Regions from separate parts of the Zea mays genome. Here all the other regions are linked to region 2. Evidence: chromatin contacts called from public Hi-C data. All regions are on one chromosome and are shown on one strand. The core of a region is the stretch at or near the end of the contact, and the rest is flanking DNA. Distances in the headings are between cores, read along the strand shown.

Region 1 (2,969 bases), core at 462-2,961, 220 kb before region 2:
GTGACTAAGACTCAACCTTACTTCTAAAGCATCCAGTAATTTTTCCTTTTAAAATACAACCAAGGAAAAAAAATGAGCATAGATAACATGCCGTCTCAAACCGTGTATTGCAGCAAGGTTACACAAAGTAATACACAAACCAAGTCAACCAACGCTCAGCAGTTAGCCGGCTATCCAGGAGTGTAAGGAGAAGCCCAGTGCAGGCCGCGCTTGTGGTGGCATATATTATACTTCACAATATCCTGCCCTTTTATCAGTGCATCAATATATTTTTCATATGTACATGACGGTGTATCATAAACTTCAGTTTGTAGTAGAACTTTCTGAAACCTGGAACACATTGCCATTCAACTGATTGGGGTACACAAGTTGATAACTTTGTCACTGGTCAGCATGAGAACAGTATAGTAGTTACTGCAGCGTGAGGATGTAATCTGTGCACAAGTTTGTGGGGAGCGTAGGAATGAAATGCTTTTTGAAGCCTGGTTCGATAGTCAACCATAAGCTGATAATTATGATGTTTCCGTACCAGTGGTAACTGCTGTAGCCCTCTAATTAGTAGAGTGTGGTTCAAACCACAATGTTCATATTTGTTTTGCAGTGTCACAGGAGTATGGAATTTATAAACCCATGAACAATTGAACACTTGAGAATCGAAGTTGAGCGACAAACTTCACGTTTGAAATCATATAAACCATATATACAGCATCACAAAGTGGGAGCCTCCAGCACAGGGTCTGCCCTTTATATAGCATCACAAAGTGTGTTCCGTAGACACAAGAGAGCAAGAGGGAGAGAACAGATGGGGGGAGATTTCTCAGCAACGATAGGTAAATCAGCATTTGCTTTTGCATCTATTGTACGCAGAACAACTGGCTTCGCAACATCACAGCTATTGATCTTGATAGCTAGCATGGACACTAGTGTATACAATGTACAGCGGCCTGGTAATCCTACCGCACCACCGAGCACATGTGATATATCTAGCATAACAGACAGCCAGTGGGTGCTTGTCACTACTTGATGGCGCCTTAGAATTACTTTTACATGGTCAATTGAGAAAGAGGAGGGGAAGACGGCAGTTTGACGAGCGTAAGAGGAGTCAAAGACAAAGGTCACCTCGAGGATGTTGGCGCAGATGAGAGCGGCTATGGGCTTGGCGGCCTGAAGGTTCTCGCCGGCGATGATGGTGAGGTTGGTGATGATGGGCTTGGAGTTGAAGGTGAGCTCCCCGAGCGCGGTCCGGTACTGGCCGAGCAGCTCGTCGACCAGCGCTTGCTCGGCGGCGCTTGTGTTGCCATTGGAGGAGGCGGTGGCGGCGTAAGATCTGGGGTCCCGAGGCGGCGGCGCGAGGCGCGGCTTCTTGGCGCGGGGGTCGGGGCCCGCGGCGGATCTGCGGGCGGAAGCGGAGGCCTCCATGGGGACCGCGGAGGCGCGCATGAAGGGGGGATACTAGGTACTAGGGTTTCGGGCCCATGGGAGAGGGAGAGGGCGGGGGAGCTAGGGTTTGCAAGGCGAGGCGCGTAATCGAAGCGGCTGGCCTCTGAGGATCCGGGGGGAATGGATTGGGCGTCAGCGACGGCGAGGAGGCAGAAGCGGCGGCTTGGCTGGGACGGTAACGCGAGCCGTGAAACGACGAAGAGGACGCGCAGACCGAGACCATGGCACAGGCACACACACTGCTGGCTGCCCTTTTATCAAATGGACCCATGCTATTTGTGGAATTTGTTGCTGGTGTCTTGCGTGTGATGGTCGATTGTTGAGATATTTTTGCCTCATTTGGCAGTTCTGGAAATAAACTTAACACTATGTTTGGTTTCAATTAGTCCTAGAACTAAACTTTAGTCCCTACTTATTTAGTTCTAGAGACTAAACAGATTCTAAAGTCATTAAAAACAATGTCCAAAGACTCAAATGCCCTTGGAATACACTCACAACATTAGTTGTCCATACAAACATGCTCTCACAACCGAATACTACAGATGGAAGGTAAGTACAATAGGATAATTGTGGGCTTTTAGTCTCTTTTAGCACCTATGTGAAGGACTAAATACTAAATTATTTTAGTCCATATTTTAATCCTAGTGTTTGGCAAAAAAAGGACTAAGTGGGACTAAAAACTAGAGACTAATCCAAACACCCCCTTAGCCAAAAACATAAATTTGAGCACTTGACCCATCCCAAAATAAATGAAACCCTAGCTATATGATCTTTTTCTACTCTAGAAGTTCATAGACAGGCACAATCCACAAACAGTCATACTCCTAATCCTGGTCAAGCAGATTTATAGTTGTTTCTTATGCTGCTATATAATTAGATATTATTTATATAGATTTTAGCATAATCCTAGCTATACAGTTTTATTTTTGGAGTGTGTCTACATTATTAGAATTCAAATGGTGTGATGCTTAATTTTGGCACATGGTTTTATTTAAATGTGATGTTTAGTAGCTGATATTTTATACAGTTCATTTATATTTATTGAATGATGTTTAGCGTATATGATAGATGTCTAATGTTTGTGGGTACGCGATGACCCATACCCACACGGGTATGTGTAGGGGGGTAAATTCATACTCATTAGTGGATATGATTGATCCGACGGAGTTATTTTTTTGTCATGAGTATGTGTATAGGGTATTAATACCCGGTGGGTATGTACTCATTGTCATCTCGGCTCTAGCTTCTCTGGAGGAGCCAGAGCCGTTTTACATTTCATTTAGAAAAATAGTTTGTACATGTTTCTTTCAAATCAAATAATGTATGAAGAAAATGTAGGAGGAACCAATAAAAGTCATGTTTTTAGTGCTCTACAACTCCAGCTTTTGAAGGGCTCTCGACGAGAAGTATTTTTTGTGACCGTTTGATAGAGCTTCATGATGAGCGTGAGCTAAAGCCGCTCAAAGAGCCATACCAAAGGGTCTCTTCTATTTGGAGCAACTTCAACAGGCTAGGTAAAGAACTTTTAC
Region 2 (2,908 bases), core at 92-2,591:
TCAACGTATGGAAATTTAGTATACCTGGGCTAGTTTGGAAATTTAAATCTCCTCCATGATTTTGAGGGGTTGAGAGGAAAATCAAACTAATTTGCCCCTCAATTCTTGGAAATCCCAGAGTAGATTCACGACGTGTTTGGTTTGTAGGTTGGGCTACTTTTGAAGTCATCCGAACCTGCCTCCGAGCCTACATCAACGTTTGGTTTGAATCGCGGAATAATATAAACCCCTCTTACTACGAGACATTTACCTAGCCAACACTTAGATCCGGCTCTACCCAAACTTTTTTAGTTCACACCAACATTACCCACTTGTGCGACTGTTGCTAAGCAATTTTGGGATACCAAACGGACCTCACCAGATGATAATCTTAAAGTGACCAATTTACCCTCTTTTGCAATCAGTTTCGCTACATCACGTGTTCTCTATCTAATTGCCCGCCCCTTGATTTCTATGTTATGTAAGCATGCATGATCAACTCACTCCACGAGAAACCGCTGGACCGCTTCATTTGGAGCTGGGCCATGATGAACGAGATACACCATCGGACCAAATGCGCTGTTAAGTTTTCAAACTGGCCCTTATATATTTTGTGGACTAAAAAACACCAACAAAAATATAACAAGACCCCCCACTCACACACACACCTCCGCGGGGAGTAGAGATGGCAACGAGTACAAATCCACTAGGTTTTGCCATCCCAAACCCGTACCCATGAAAAATATCTATACCCATTAAAAAAACCCATACCCATATCGAGTTTGAAATTTTGTCCAAACCCGTACCCATCAGGGTTAGCGGGTACCCACGAGTTTTATCTCGAATATGCTTGTTCTTCTCATAATAAATAAATTATAATGAATAATGAGATCGTGGTCCAAAATTTATGTGATGAACAATGAGTTCATGATTTGGTATAAAAATTATTAGTAAAGAGAATGAAATATAAATAATAAGTTGTATAATCAAGTGACCTTGCACTATCCACATATATAATGCTAGTAAAAACTATAATAGCAAGCAAGCAACACTCTCACCAGCTACTTAAACATTCACCATTGATAAAAAAATAGGAAGTAAATAAGGAGATAACAAGTTTGTTGTTCGTTTATAAAATAAAATGACAATACATAATAGGTTTGATCGGGTTTAAAAAACTCACGGGTTCACAGGTTTAGGTACTATAGGAACAAACTCGTACTCATGAACCTATTAGGTATAGATTTATCCTCATTAACAAATCCATGTATAAAAATTGACTCAAACTAATACTCTAATGGGTAAAAATCCATCAGGTTCCGAGTTTCGGATATCCATTGACATCTCTAGCGGGAAGATCCAAGCAGCCCAAAGCCTCAAACCCAATGCGAGGCCCTTGGGCCAGCAGCGCCTTATCACTTCGCCTCCGTCTCCGTGGCGCGCGCGCTCGCACGAACACGAGTCCCATGTCGTCCACCGCAGCGCGCGTCGTCCACCCGGCTGCCGCGGCGCCGCCGCCTCCCCGCCCACGCCGCCTGGCGCCCGCGAGGTGCGCGGCTGGATCCGCGACGGACACGGCCACCGCGGGTCCGACAAGGGTGACGACCGTCAGCAACCGCGGGGACTCCTTGGCGATATGCCGGGTGCTCAACGGCATGTGGCAGACCAGCGGAGGGTGGGGCCGCATAGACCGCGACGCCGCGGTTGACGCCATGCTCGCGCACGCCGACGCCGGACTCTCCACCTTCGATATGGCTGACCACTGTACTTCTCGTATCCTTCCCCTTGTCTTACCAGTATCTCTGCGCCCTCTATGCTCGGCATTCGCACGAACACCTAGCATGCACGTGTTTATTCTTCTTTCTATGGTGAAATCAAGTGCTACTATATCTTCTGATTCCGGTTGCGTGTAACCAGTTGATGTGCAAGTGCAAATGCTGCACCTAGCTGAAACTGCTAATGAAACTTGTGAGAAATTGTGCTGTTTGAGCTAGGAGCTTGTACAGTGTGTTCATACGTCCTATTTATACATCTTGAGAAATAGGCAACGTTTTATGCACTTCAGAAATAGTTAAGTGTTAAAAATTTTACACTCTCATTAGACATTAGATGGGAACTGAACTGTGGCAGCTAACAGTTAGCTGTCTAGGCTGTATCGTGTTTTTATATCCCAACATATAATGTAGCAGGACTGATCTTGTTTTCAGTTTTACACTGATGTATAATTGTTGTCCTGGCAGATGGGCCAGCAGAGGATTTGTATGGCATGTTCATCAACAGAATTAGGAGGGAGCGCCCACCTGAGTTTCTTGAAGAAGTCAAGGGGTGAGTGAGCAATTCTGTCTCTGTCACTTACATCTTAGCTGTTTCTGCTGTCTCTACTTGATTCTGACTTAGTCGTGCAGGCTTACAAAGTGGGTACCACCCCCGGTTAAGATGACAAGAAGTTATGTTGAGGATAATATCAACAGATCCAGGAAGAGGATGGATGTTACTGCATTGGACATGTTGCAGTTCCACTGGTATGTTTACTCATGAAGTTACCGTAACGGTCATAATATCTTGGTGCCATTTTATGTGTGCCATCTTCAGTGCCACTATTGAATTTTGTAGGACAATCCATTTTATTTGCAGTTCTCCGCATCATCCAGAAAAAGACTATACATAAAAATGTGCTGTAATTGGATTCATAGTTGTTGAAAATAATAGCAATTTAGAGATGAACAAATTGATTCCGATAATAATAATAATACAAGAAACAACAACATGCTTTGTATGTGTATAACTCACTAGCAGTTCAAATACTAGTGCCAGTGACAAGATAAATATACGCATAAGCATCCTTACAGTGGGGTTGTCGGCGCTAGAATAGCGCAAAAGTAGACGTAGCTGACCGGCGAGGACGATGACGTCGGTGTAGAGGAAGCAG
Region 3 (2,914 bases), core at 266-2,765, 140 kb after region 2:
GTAGCTGCTATGCTAAATAGGGATCTGAGTAGAAGTTGAGTGATTTTCTAGCACTCGCGCGAGGTCAGGAATTAATTGTATTCATTTTGATAATGAGATTATGATTATCTGTGGACACAGATCCATGGGTCATGTGCAGTCTACGAGATAAAATTGGAATAAGGATTAACATGTGGATACTTGTGTCAAGTGTTTGAAAGTACTAAACATATACCGAGAAATATGGTAAATCGGTAAGCCTAGTACTTGATTGAAGCCGGACACAGACTTTATCCCACTCACTAGTCCTGAGACTTGGTCTCCCATTCCAGATATGGTGGGTACAAGGGCAGTCACTACACGACTGGGTCCGTCGCAGTGGGCCATTGTATCCAAGGTAGTGGGCCCTGGCCACGAACGGGGGATCGATGTGGACGGTTCATGTGTGTGGGGTCGGAAAGTCCCCTACACGTCGTGTGTTTAGGTTTACCTTGTAGGGTTAAAACTCGATTCGAATTGTCTGCTTCTCGCAGCTAATGAGACTGCTTGATTCATTGTATTGCATTGAGTAATAAGTGGAAATGAGGTTACCTGCAAAAGCTGTTGTTTGACTTAATGACTGCTACCATGTGTGGATAGTTAGAGCAACTTCAATAGTTCTCTAAAAAATAGCTTGCTAAAATCATGTTTAGCAAGTTGCTAAATAGCTATTGGAAGTAAAAAATAACTTAGTCTCCAATAGTTGCTCATATTTAGGAAGTAGTTCGATTTTGAATCTAGATTTAGCGGCCCTGCCCCTATGTGAGGGCGAAAGAGAAAAGGCCGATCGATACTCACTATGGAGGAGTGGTGGTCAGGTGGCGCAACCTATGAGAAAGTTGGGTTCGACGATGAAGGAGAAACTTGTGTCATACATGTTTGACCTAGCTATCTCATTATGCTAGAAAGTGAAAAAAGAGCGTGCTATACCTGTCTACCTCACTGTGTGCGAAACGGAAAAATAATCACGCTAGTGTGAAGAAATTGACGTCAACTACATTTAGGGAGTTCCTACCGAGTTGCTAAATGTGGAGTAGAGCTGGGCGTTCGGGTTTACCCGGTATTTCGGGTCGGGTTTTTCGGGTTTTTTATATTTCGGGTTTTAAACATCTAAACCCGAACTCGTACCCGTAATGTCGGGTACCCGTAATTTTGGGTACCCGTACTTTCGGGTACGGGTTCGGGTAATACCAAAATACCCATAGTCAATATTCCAGTGAAACAATAATAGAGAGAATATAGACTATAGAGTACACAGACACAGTACACATTATTTAAAAATTAAAACAGTGAAACAATATTCCAGTCACAAATTATTTAAAAATTAAAACAGTGAAACAGTGCAGTAGACTAGTAGTGCACAACAGCTGAACGGCATCAGGCTTCAGGCATCAGCCATCAGGCGCAGGCAGCCAGGCACCGCACGTCCGCACTAGCTCAGGCTTGCTTCACCGCTTCAGCCTTCAGTCCATAGCTGAACGCCTGAACGGCATCATGCGGCATGCGCATTGCGCAGTGGCAGACTGGCAGTGTGGCACTAGCTCAGGCACAACCGCAGTACACTGAGAACTGAGAACTGAGGGGCGATGGCGCGCTGCCAGCAGACTTCGGGTAGTATGGGTACTTCGGGTACCGTAGCATAATACCCGATTAAGCCCGAATTTAATTCGGGTATTTAGTTTTGTTACCCGCAAATGCTATTCGGGTAACGGGTTTTGGGCTATACGGGTACGGGTTCGGGTATTTCGGGTACAGGGCTTCGGGCTCGGGTTTTATGCCCAGTGCTAATGTGGAGAGTAAATAGAGTTGAATAGCAACTAAGTAAATTTAGCAAGTCTATTTAGAGAACCATTGGAGAAGCATTTTTCTGTTTACTTCTTAAATTTAAGATTTAGAGAGTTGTTTAGAGAACTATTGAAGTTGCTCTTAGGTGCTCATCTAGTCTAAGGTACTATTATAGAACCTGAAAGCTAAAAAATTAAATTAGAATCAGCTAGTGCCTTTGGCAAACCAAACCACTTAGCCAAACAACTTCATGTCTAGAGGTAGAGGAGTAGACTCCTCACACGGGTAAGTCTAGCTAAGTTTTAGTATACTCAGCCTTCTTGTGGTACCAAATTTTCAGGTACCTTGCAAGAGATGATTGATGATGTGACTTGGCCTTCCACCTTACTACCGGGATAGACGATCGAGTGGGATGCTGCCTCTTCAGGAGACGACCAGGAGGAGTAGCTTAGCCACGCTTCGCCATGCTACCCAGTTATCATCGTTAGTTTATTTCCGCTACATGAAAAACTATGGTTTACTGTTTTAAAACTCCTATGACATATTTGGTACTTATTAATTTGTGGTGTTATGAATTATTGTATTTCTATGTATCTCACCTTCGAGTGAGCAAGTGGTATTTGATCTGGTGTAAGTGATTTTATTGGACTAGATGCGACGAATTGATAGTTTATTCTGATTTAAGTGTGTCATCGACTCTAAGGCAGGACTTAGACACTTAAGCTGAAATAATCTGGACGGTTTCACACATTCCACCGCCGCAAAAAAAAATCCTCCTCCTCCGACGCCTCCCATGAGGACTCGGCGAACTCATAAGGGCTGATTTGGTGATTAGGGATCACGGGGGGATTGGAGGGGATTGAGGGGAAATTAGTTCATTTCCCCCTCAATCTCCTCCAATCCTCCCGTGATCCCCTTGTCACCAAATCAGGTCTAAACGTGCTTGCACGGCCAATTCACGCGGAAACCAACCAGATGCTCGCACAAGTGTTTGGGGGGAGAAATATTGTCGCGCAAGTAAAACAATGGTTCACCGCTCAAAATTGGTTTTGGGGAGACTTTACGCGATTTCTTGGAGATGCTCTAAGGGTATGATAAATATGTGCGTATC

What was found. Hi-C and Micro-C count contacts between places; a contact is called where the count stands out from the background.
Region 1: a Hi-C map of endosperm shows a contact between it and region 2, with 3 times the contacts expected there. The contact joins the promoter of LOC103647268 here to the promoter of LOC100273031 in region 2. A contact is called at or near these places in 2 of 25 Hi-C or Micro-C datasets (endosperm and tassel).
Region 3: a contact with region 2 is called in a Hi-C map of tassel, with 2.8 times the contacts expected there. The contact joins the enhancer-like site here to the promoter of LOC100273031 in region 2. A contact is called at or near these places in 2 of 25 Hi-C or Micro-C datasets (ear and tassel).

Annotation. Positions count from the first base shown.
Region 1 is chr2:170,309,981-170,312,949 of Zm-B73-REFERENCE-NAM-5.0, reverse strand. LOC103647268 (ENTH/VHS family protein) reads right to left here and starts at 1,711. Exons shown (of 6, transcript XM_008671820.3): 1 at 1,120-1,711. The coding sequence starts at 1,440.
Region 2 is chr2:170,087,946-170,090,853 of Zm-B73-REFERENCE-NAM-5.0, reverse strand. It overlaps LOC100273031, which reads left to right and starts at 1,341. Exons shown (of 9, transcript NM_001349924.1): 1 at 1,341-1,743; 2 at 2,220-2,304; 3 at 2,385-2,501. The coding sequence starts at 1,365.
Region 3 is chr2:169,948,297-169,951,210 of Zm-B73-REFERENCE-NAM-5.0, reverse strand. No RefSeq gene overlaps it. Among protein-coding and RNA genes, the nearest start is that of LOC103649070, 23 kb to the right of the region's middle. Within about 2 kb of position 1,515, at least 6 of the 20 cell types and tissues checked have an H3K27ac peak or open chromatin away from gene starts, as enhancers often do. A contact at or near this core is called in ear and tassel, where this site is marked.